2 separate regions of the Mus musculus genome follow, and region 1 is linked to region 2. A link is a contact called in public promoter capture Hi-C data. All regions are on one chromosome and are shown on one strand. The core of a region is the stretch at or near the end of the contact, and the rest is flanking DNA. Distances in the headings are between cores, read along the strand shown.

Region 1 (4,270 bases), core at 1,677-4,176, 120 kb before region 2:
CCCTGTCCAGGTATGGAGCACCCTTCAGTACTGCTAGGCAGTACTTCAGTACTGCCTTAGCCTTCACTCCCTGCTTAAGCAAAACAGGCTAGAGGGGACATTCAGGGCCTTGTCAGGTCCTTTCTGCGCACGTAGTCATAGCCGTCTAACTTCCCAGAATGATACAGAGCAGCTTCAGAGGGAGGGTAACTAAGCCCATGTTTACTCTAGTGCCCACCCTTGGTACAGTGTGGCTCTGGGGTTCCTGACTAATGTGTGATGTCTCCACCATTACCACTACAGCTCTCTACACAGAATACACAGCCCCACCTTAGTGCTTTCTGTATGTCTCCTATTCTTTCCCAACCTGACAAGCATGGTCTTCCAGAATGCCACATAGAGGAAATCATACAATATATGGCCTTTTCTGCTGACTCTCATAATCTCTGCATTTCTGGTCCTTCCCTTCCTTTGTGATTTGATAGCTTATTGCCTCCATCCCCTTAAATTTGTTCTATTTTACATGTATGGGTACTTTGCCTGCATATATGTCTATGGAGTTCAGAAGAGGGCATCAGATCACCCAAAATTAGAGTTGCAAATGATTGTAAGCTGTCATGTGGGGGCTGAGAATTGAACCCAGTTCCTCTGGAGGAAAATTCAGTGCTCTAAACTGCTGAGTGATCTCCAGTCCTGGTTACTGCCTTTTTGTTTGTTTGTTTGTTTGTTTGTTTTTGAGACAAGGTCTCACTATGGGACCCTAGCTGTCTAGGAATATGCCAGGTAGACCAGACCTCAAATTTATAGAGATCTTCCTGGCTCTGCCTCCTGAATGCTGAGATTAAAAGCATGCATCATCATGCACAATATTCCACTTAACTGTCTTTTTAGTACTGAATAATACTCCATTCACCTGTGAGAGATTCTTGATAACTTCCAGGTTTGACATCTATGGCTGGAACTGTCATGAAAACGTGTGTGCAGGTTTTTGTGTGGTCATGTACTTTGAGCTATACAGGTGGCTCCAGGGAGAGCGGTTGCTGGGTGGTGTGATATGATTGTGTCTAGTGCTGCGAGAGACCTAAGATGAAAGCTTCTCAGAGTTGTTATCCTGCAGTGCACCATCACCCCAGCTTTCTGTTTTGGCTTAAGGTTATCAGTTCCTGCCCCAGACTGCAGCAGCTGTCCTCTTGCAGCTCATCTCCATCCTGAGGAATTCCCAAATTAGATAAAATAAGGTCAAGACCTTTGCCATGGGCTTTCAGGGAACCAGGATAGGTCAGATGGGAGGCTGTGGTTCTTTAAGAACAAATTCTACTCTGTTCTTTCAGCATCAGGAACCCATACCAGACACATAGCTAACTCTTCATGACCACTGCTGAGCCAGGGAGTGGGATGGGCTAGGGTAAGTTAGAGCTCTGCTCCATCCAGCAGGTCATATTTTCCTGTAGAGGCCTGCTGGGCCCCTGAACCTTTCACCATTACTAAGAGTTTTAATAAAGATTTTTGTTTTGTTGGTTTTTCAAGACAGGGTTTCACTGTGTAGTCCTGGCTGTCCTAAAACTTACTTTTTAGACCAGGCTGGCCTCAACACACATAGATCCATCTGCTTCTGCCTCCCAAGTGCTGCAATTAAAGGCATGTTTCATCACCACATAATAAAGTTTTGTTGTTTTGTTTTGTGTTTCTGTGGTAAGATAGGTGAGAATTATTTGAATTCAATATGAATTTAGTATTTTCTTTCCCTTCCTTCCCTTTTCATTTCTCTCTCCTCTTACCTTTGCTTCCCCTCCCCATCTTTCTCCTCTCTTCATCCCTATCTTCCTTCCTCCCTCTTCTCTTTTCTTTTCTTCTCCTGCTTGTTTTTCCTAGGCCAGTCTTGAACTCCTGGATTCAAGGACTTGTCTCGCTCAACTTCTGGCATGCTAGAAGTATAGGTGGGCACCACTGCATATCCCCTTATCTTTTAATTTGTTTTAAGATCATTCATATATTCTTCTGAGTGAATTTTGATAATCTGTCTATTTCTAGAAATTTGCTCATTGATTTTTTTGTATCTGAGTTCAATGACTTAACACATTGGGTGTGTATTGTAGCCTATCTTCTGTGTGAGTGCACTGTCTAAACACAGTTCTTCATAGTACTTCCTTGTAATCTTTTTTATTTTTAGAATGTGGTTAGTAAAACTTCCTCTTTTATTCCTTTTTGGGGATCAGGGTGATAGGACTATTGAGACAGCATCTCATGAAACACAGGCTGGCCTCAAACTATCTATTTACCCAAGGATATCTTGCCTCCATATCCCAAATGTTGGGACTACAGGCATGCCTGGTTTATGTGATGCTGAGTGGAGCCTAGAAGTTTGAGTGTGCTAGGATAGGCATTTTACTAACTGAGCTACACCCCCAACCTAACTTCAACATTTACTCTATATTAAAACTCATTGTATTTACTTTTTTTTTTTTTTTTTTGTATGAGACTTTCCCAGTCCAGGCTCTTTTACACACACAGTAAGCCTCCCTTTGTGCAGTGGTATTTCATGTGTCTCCTGGCCACATGGAACAAGTGGACAAGCATCCCCAGGCTTAAACTTGGGCCTGGATGTCCCAGTGGACTGACTTGTGCCTGCACAGACTCTAACTTTGAGTTTCCTTGTTGCTGGCCTTGGGATTTTCCTTGCTTGTCTTTTCTGCCTAGACACACATTAAAGTCTATTTGATCTTTCTAATATTTATAACTGGAGGCAGAGGACTCTGCAGTCCACCATGTGTTATTCTTTTGTCTAGTTGACAGATGAGGAAATGGAGTTCATGGATCTTGCCCAAGGTCGTGCAGCAAGGTTAAATGGCTAAGAACAGACCCATCTCAGTGGCTCCATTTTCAAGTCTACATTCTGCCTACTACACCTACCACCTCTTGATTCTAATACGTCCTTGTTCATTTTCAGGAGCTAGCTGCCAGCGAGGGCTCTTCCCTTCCTGACTCTGGACACGGCTTTGCTTGTCTGGAGACGGGCTCTAGCCAGGACCTGGCAGTGGAAAGCCATGGAGCCATACAGTCTTGGGGAAGAGGGAGCACTTCCATCAGAAGGGCACCTCCCATCCTTCTCTGAAAGTCAAGTGCTCAACTGCAGTGACACACTCAACCGGGACCTGGGCCCCAGCACACGGGACCTGCTCTACGCTGGCTTAAGCGGTTTGGACCTTGACCCCAGTCTCTCCACATCTGATATGCCCAGTGAAGTGCTAGAGGACAATCTGGACACCCTGTCCCTATACTCGGGGAAGGACAGTGACTCTGTGAAGCTGCTGGAAGAATATGCAGACTCTGAGTCACAGACCTCCTTACAAGGTGAGGCTGCTCATGGACTGAGCACCTACAGTTCCTGCAGGTAGCCAGGGACTGAATCCGCTGGCATTGGCTAGGAAAGGTCTCCTTAGCTGGGCATGATGATGCCTGCTCATAACTCCAGCATGTAGAATACAAACACAGGAGGAACACTGCAAATAGAGGCCAGCCAGAGCTACATAGTAAGACCCTGACTTCAACATGCTAATAAAGGGAAGGAAGGAAAGGAAAAACAAAACAAAAATCTCTTCTTGTAGAGGAGGCTTTTATCCTACTTTGGAATTGTCAGCTTGTGGGTTCTGGGTGTTAAATACAGGTCCTCAGGCTTCCGTAGCTTGTGCTTTTACCACCGAGCCATCCCACAGACTGGCATCCCCATCTTTGATCTGTGTGGAGGCAGACCATCAGGCTTGTAGGGGACGTTTATATTACTGCTGTATCTCAAGAGCATTTGTCCAGAGTAAGTGGGGATCCTGTCCATTCTGTCTTGTACTAGTCCAGCTTTTCCAGACCTCATGTCATGTAAAATAAGGGGACCCCAATCCTCACATGCCCACTGCTCTAGAACAATGGTGAGACATGAAAAGGAGAAGACTGCAAAAGCCTCCCATAGACCATAATGTACCAGACAGGTGCTTGATTAAATCCTGCTTTGTCTTTTTAAAAGAGGGAGGTCTTGCCATCTTTTCAGAACACTGAGGCTCCATCAGACCTCTTGCCTCAGTCTGTCCAGGAACCAGGACTATAGATTGTGCCATGCCCAGCTAGTTGTTTTTTACAACCAATATTGTCAGTAATACTTCATCTTAAATAGGGCCTTGATTCAGTTCCAAGGTTTTCTCTTCAACCATCGAAGAAAAGGAGAGAATTAGTGAAATAATTGAGCAGCTTGTGTGAGTGTCATTTTAGTTTGCTGTTGGTCTCCTGTGGAAGGGAGTTCTCT
Region 2 (4,392 bases), core at 956-3,455:
TGAGTTCTCCATATGCATGACATGGCATGCATGTGCCTACACACATAACAAATACATTTTTTAAAAAATCAGGGCTGGAGAGATGGATCAGCCGTTATGAGCACTTGTTTCCTCTCTTGCAGAGGACCTGGGTTCGATTCCCAGCACCCACATGGTAGCTGGCAAAAGGCATGCACATAGCACATGTGCATGCAGGCAAAACGTTCATGTATATAAAGTAAAATAAAGCAAAAGAGCAAAACAAAAATAGCCTGGGGCATGATGGCTCTGTAATAGAGCTTTTGCTAGAATCCCCCAGTGAGGGGCTGGGGGTGTGGCTCAGTGGTGGAGCCCCTGCCTAGAATCTCCACCCTGACCCCACCCCACCCCAGTAAGGGGCTGGGGGCGTGGCTCAGTGGTACATTTCCCTGCTTAGCATAAAGTGAGGCCTTAGACTCAATCCTCAGCATTGAAACAATAAATGCTAGCAATAGATATCATTGATCTTTTTCTCATCTCCCCCAAAGGGACTGTGGCTTCACCTCTGGATCACTATGCACTGGGTTAAAAAAAAAAATCAAAGTTTGAGGGACTGACTGATAATCCCAGTTCAAGGAGACCAGAAGTGTCACTGGGAGCCTCTCAGCAAAGCAGGGGCTGATGGAGTCCCCTCATCCTCAGAGCGGTACTTCAGAGCAGCCCTGTAGGACTCCAAACCCATCCATGACTATCTCCAGGGCTCTTCCACACCTAGCTCCCTGGCAGAGTACAGATGCAAAGGCTCAGATGACAGACACCATCCGACCCATCATAAGCCTGTGTCTGTGAGCCTGAGATGTGTGGCACTAGTAGTCTCTAATCACTGAAGCCCAGAGTGCCTCATCTATCCCGGAACTCATTATTCACAGCCCGCAGGGACCATGGAGCAGCAGTGCATCTGGAGCCCACAAGGTGGCGCTGAAGAGCCATAAAACTTTAATCCCTTCCCTCCCTGCCCCCCCCCCCCCACCTTCTTTCTTTCTTTCTTTCTTTCTTTCTTTCTTTCTTTCTTTCTTTCTTTCTTTCTTTCTTTCTTCCTTCCTTCCTTCCTTCCTTCCTTCCTCCCTCCCTCCCTTTCTTTCTTTCTCTCTTTCTTTCTTTCTCTCTTTCCTTCTTTCTTTTTTTTTTTTCTTTTTGACAGTCTAACTATTTTGCTCTGGCTGCCCTGGAACTAACTATGTAAAGCAGGCTAGCTTCTTCAAACTCATAGAGATCTACCTGTCTCTGCATCCCTAGTGCTGGGATTAAAGCCATGTGTTTTTCTTTTTCCTATTTATTTCTTTAGTTGTTGAGAGAAGGAGGCTGTGTGCTACATACCTATGGCAGTCAGAGGACAAGCTCTAGGAGGGAGTGGGCTCTCTCCTCCTAAAAGAGTCCTGGGGACTAAACTCAGGCCACCAAGCACCTTTTACATACAGACCCCTCATAGACGTTGTCGAATGGCAGCTCTGGGACACAATTGTGTATCCTTTAGGCTGCACATCATTGATTAATAATTTTTCAGTTTATTCATGTTATCTCCACGCATTGTTTTGTCTACACGTGTATCTGTATAAGGGCATCAGATCCCCCTGAACTGAAGTTACAGAGAGCTGTGAGCAGCCATTGTAAGATTTGGACAGTGCTCTTAGCCACTGAGCCATCTCTCCAGCTACTATCACTAAAAATTTTTAGTGTTTCTGTTTATTGACAATTTTATGCATATATGTAATAACCCTGGATTCTTTCCCTCCTCTCTCCTTTCTCTCTCACTCCTGGCTGGACTCCTTTTTATTCCCAAAACAGTTGCACTTGCAGACTTTTCTGTTCTGATGTAGTTTGCTTGCTTGTTTGGTGAGCCACAGGGCATAATTAAGGTTGCTTTCATGGGCATGCGAGTGGCTCACACAATCAGGCTTGGTACTATACTATTTTCTGGGGGTTTGTTCAGTTGCTAGCTTGCTTGCTTTTCCTTTGAGACATGATCTCAGTAAACTGCCCAGGCTGGTCTTGAAGTTCACATTCTCTCTTCTCAGTCTCCCAAGCGCTGGCATTATAGACTTTGCAATAAGTCCATCTTGAGGTAGTAGCTTTTAGAATATTCTAAACATCTGAGGGGGTGGGGGGAACACCTTACATAAGTCACTTTCCACCTCACACCCCAGGCCTGGCAGCTAAGAACCCACTTCCTCTCTCTGTGGACTTTGTGTGACAGAACTTTCCTGGGGAGATGTATCACATGACTGCTCACTCCAGATGGGAGCCCACAACAGGCCAACGTGTGGATATCGTCAAAGTCCACATTAGTGAATCAATGGGTTTTATTGTGGTTGCTCACAGGAGTATAGGTGAGGGGCAACTTACAGGAGCAGAAACAACTCAAAGACAGCTGTATCACCAACTCACCCAGGCATGGGTGACAGCTCTGGGAACCTGAAACACACTGCATAGCTTGCAGGCAGCTCAACAGGCTGGAGAGTGCTCTTTCCAGGAGACTCGGTTGGTCAGAACAATACCAGGAGGCTTGGCTGGTCTGAGTAACTCCCAGAAGCCTTTGTTGTTTCCTCTTAGTGAGGTTGGGGTCTAATGAATCTGGTCAGTTTTAGGGACTTCCTGAAGCAATTTTGAATTGTTTACTTTCTGTTGTAAGGAGCTTCCCTGAAGGATGGATAGAAACTAATACACAATGGGCTGTCTTGCCTGCCCTGAACCCTGCATGATCATGACCATGGTTCTTAACTTTAGGCTTCACCCATGAGAAAACAGTGCATCCACACTTCACTTGTCTCTTGTGCTGAGGATGAACTCCAGGGCTTTTTACACATTCTGAGAAATACTGCACATCTGAGCCACACCCCCAGCCCCTCACTGGGGGATTCTAGGCAGAGGCTCTACCACTGAGCCACGCCCCCAGCCCCTCCCTGGGGGATTCTAGGCAGGGGCTCTACCACTGAGCCACGCCCCCAGCCCCTCACTGGGGGATTCTAGGCAGGGGCTCTACCACTGAGCCATGCCCCCAGCCCCTCACTGGGGATTCTAGGCAGGGGCTCTACCACTGAGCCACACCCCCTCGCTGGGGGACTCTAGACCTTCTTTCAACTGCTGAGCCACACTCCCAACTCTTGACTTTTTTGAGACAAGGCCTTGCTTTGCACCCAAGGCTGGCCTTGAACTTGAGGTCCTTCTATCTCAGCTCAGAGTGTCTCTATTAAAGGTGTGTGCCCATCATACTCACTAGGGTTTAACAACTGGGTAAAGGTAAGAGATTAGATGTCTGGAGCTCTCCCAAGGTCAGACTTGGGACCTTACGGCATCTTTCCCTGTCATCTTGGGACGTGGCTGGAGTCTCTGTAGTTGTTCATTCTTCTCTGGTGATCACTGAAGCTGCTGTTGCTGAGAGCTAGTGAGCCCACTAACCTATCATAATCAAAGCCAAGCTTGAGCTCCAGCATGGAGGTGAGAAGAGACCAAGCACTGGGGGTGGGGGGAGCACCTTCTGAGAAAATGGACAGTTTCTCTATGTTCATCATCTAAAGGCTAAGGTTCTCAAATGTTATGTAGCCCAGGCTGGCCTTGAAGCCGCTGTGTAGATGAGGCTGACTTTGAACTCCGCACCCTCCTCCTGCCTCCTGCATGCTGGGCTTGAGGATGCCACACAGCCTGCACTGCTGTCTCCAACAGTACACTTAAGTTCATGCATAGAGTTCTTCAGTCTATTTCCTGATGAGTGAGTGTCTCTAACTGGTCCTGATGGTGGTACTGGTTTGAGAAGCCATGGACCTTCCTGGGCACAAGGCTGTAAAGGCCTCAGGCTCGCTCCGTTCCCAGCTTGGCTTCCTGAGACCTTCTATGAGTGGCTTCCACCCTCCCCACCACAGTCTGCACCCTCTGAACCCTAAGACCCACCCTCCCTTGTTTCTTTCAGACAGATGAGAAAAGCAACCAATGCAGTGAGTTTCGTAGGCTGTCTTTCAAGAAAGTGCCCCACTGAACTGAGTTGACTGTGTCTGTTTTGGGACGTGGCCCTTGGACTTGACACTGCGGGGCCTGTAATGGTGGCTGCTTCTGTCCCTAGGCCTCCTGCTTTATTGCTCTCTCAGATTCAGCACTTCACTTATTTTATCCACTTCTTGCCAGCTGACTGCACTGTTTGTATGTGTGGTGTATGCATGTGTGCCCATATGTACATATATATGCATGTGTGCACATGCGTGTGTGTGTGTGTATGTATACGTGCATGTGTGTGCATGTGTGCACATATGTACATATATATGCATGTGTGCACATGTGTGTGTATGTGTAGGGTATGTATATGTGCATGTGTGTGCATGTGTGCATGCGTCTGTGTGTCTGTCTGTGTGTCTTAGCTCAGAAGCTGACCAGGTATGTTCCTTG

What was found. Promoter capture Hi-C pulls out the DNA fragments that hold promoters and counts their contacts.
Region 1: a promoter capture Hi-C map of macrophages shows a contact between it and region 2, with 6 read pairs. The contact joins the promoter of Zfp541 here to the enhancer-like site in region 2. A contact is called at or near these places in 3 of 39 promoter capture datasets (the C10 cell line, embryonic stem cells and macrophages), 1 of 15 datasets of contacts at CTCF or cohesin (the NIH/3T3 cell line), 2 of 484 Hi-C or Micro-C datasets (the 63-12 cell line and bone marrow-derived macrophages), 1 of 115 datasets of contacts at active chromatin or transcription factors (microglia) and 5 of 9 other capture datasets (adipose tissue, embryonic stem cells, liver and 2 more).

What each region holds. Positions count from the first base shown.
Region 1 is chr7:16,068,919-16,073,188 of GRCm38.p6, forward strand. Zfp541 (zinc finger protein 541) reads left to right here and starts at 2,927. Exons shown (of 16, transcript NM_001099277.2): 1 at 2,927-3,330. The coding sequence starts at 3,024.
Region 2 is chr7:16,191,701-16,196,092 of GRCm38.p6, forward strand. No RefSeq gene overlaps it. Among named protein-coding and RNA genes, the nearest start is that of Meis3, 19 kb to the left of the region's middle. Within about 2 kb of position 2,206, at least 45 of the 459 cell types and tissues checked have an H3K27ac peak or open chromatin away from gene starts, as enhancers often do. A contact at or near this core is called in bone marrow-derived macrophages, macrophages and microglia, where this site is marked.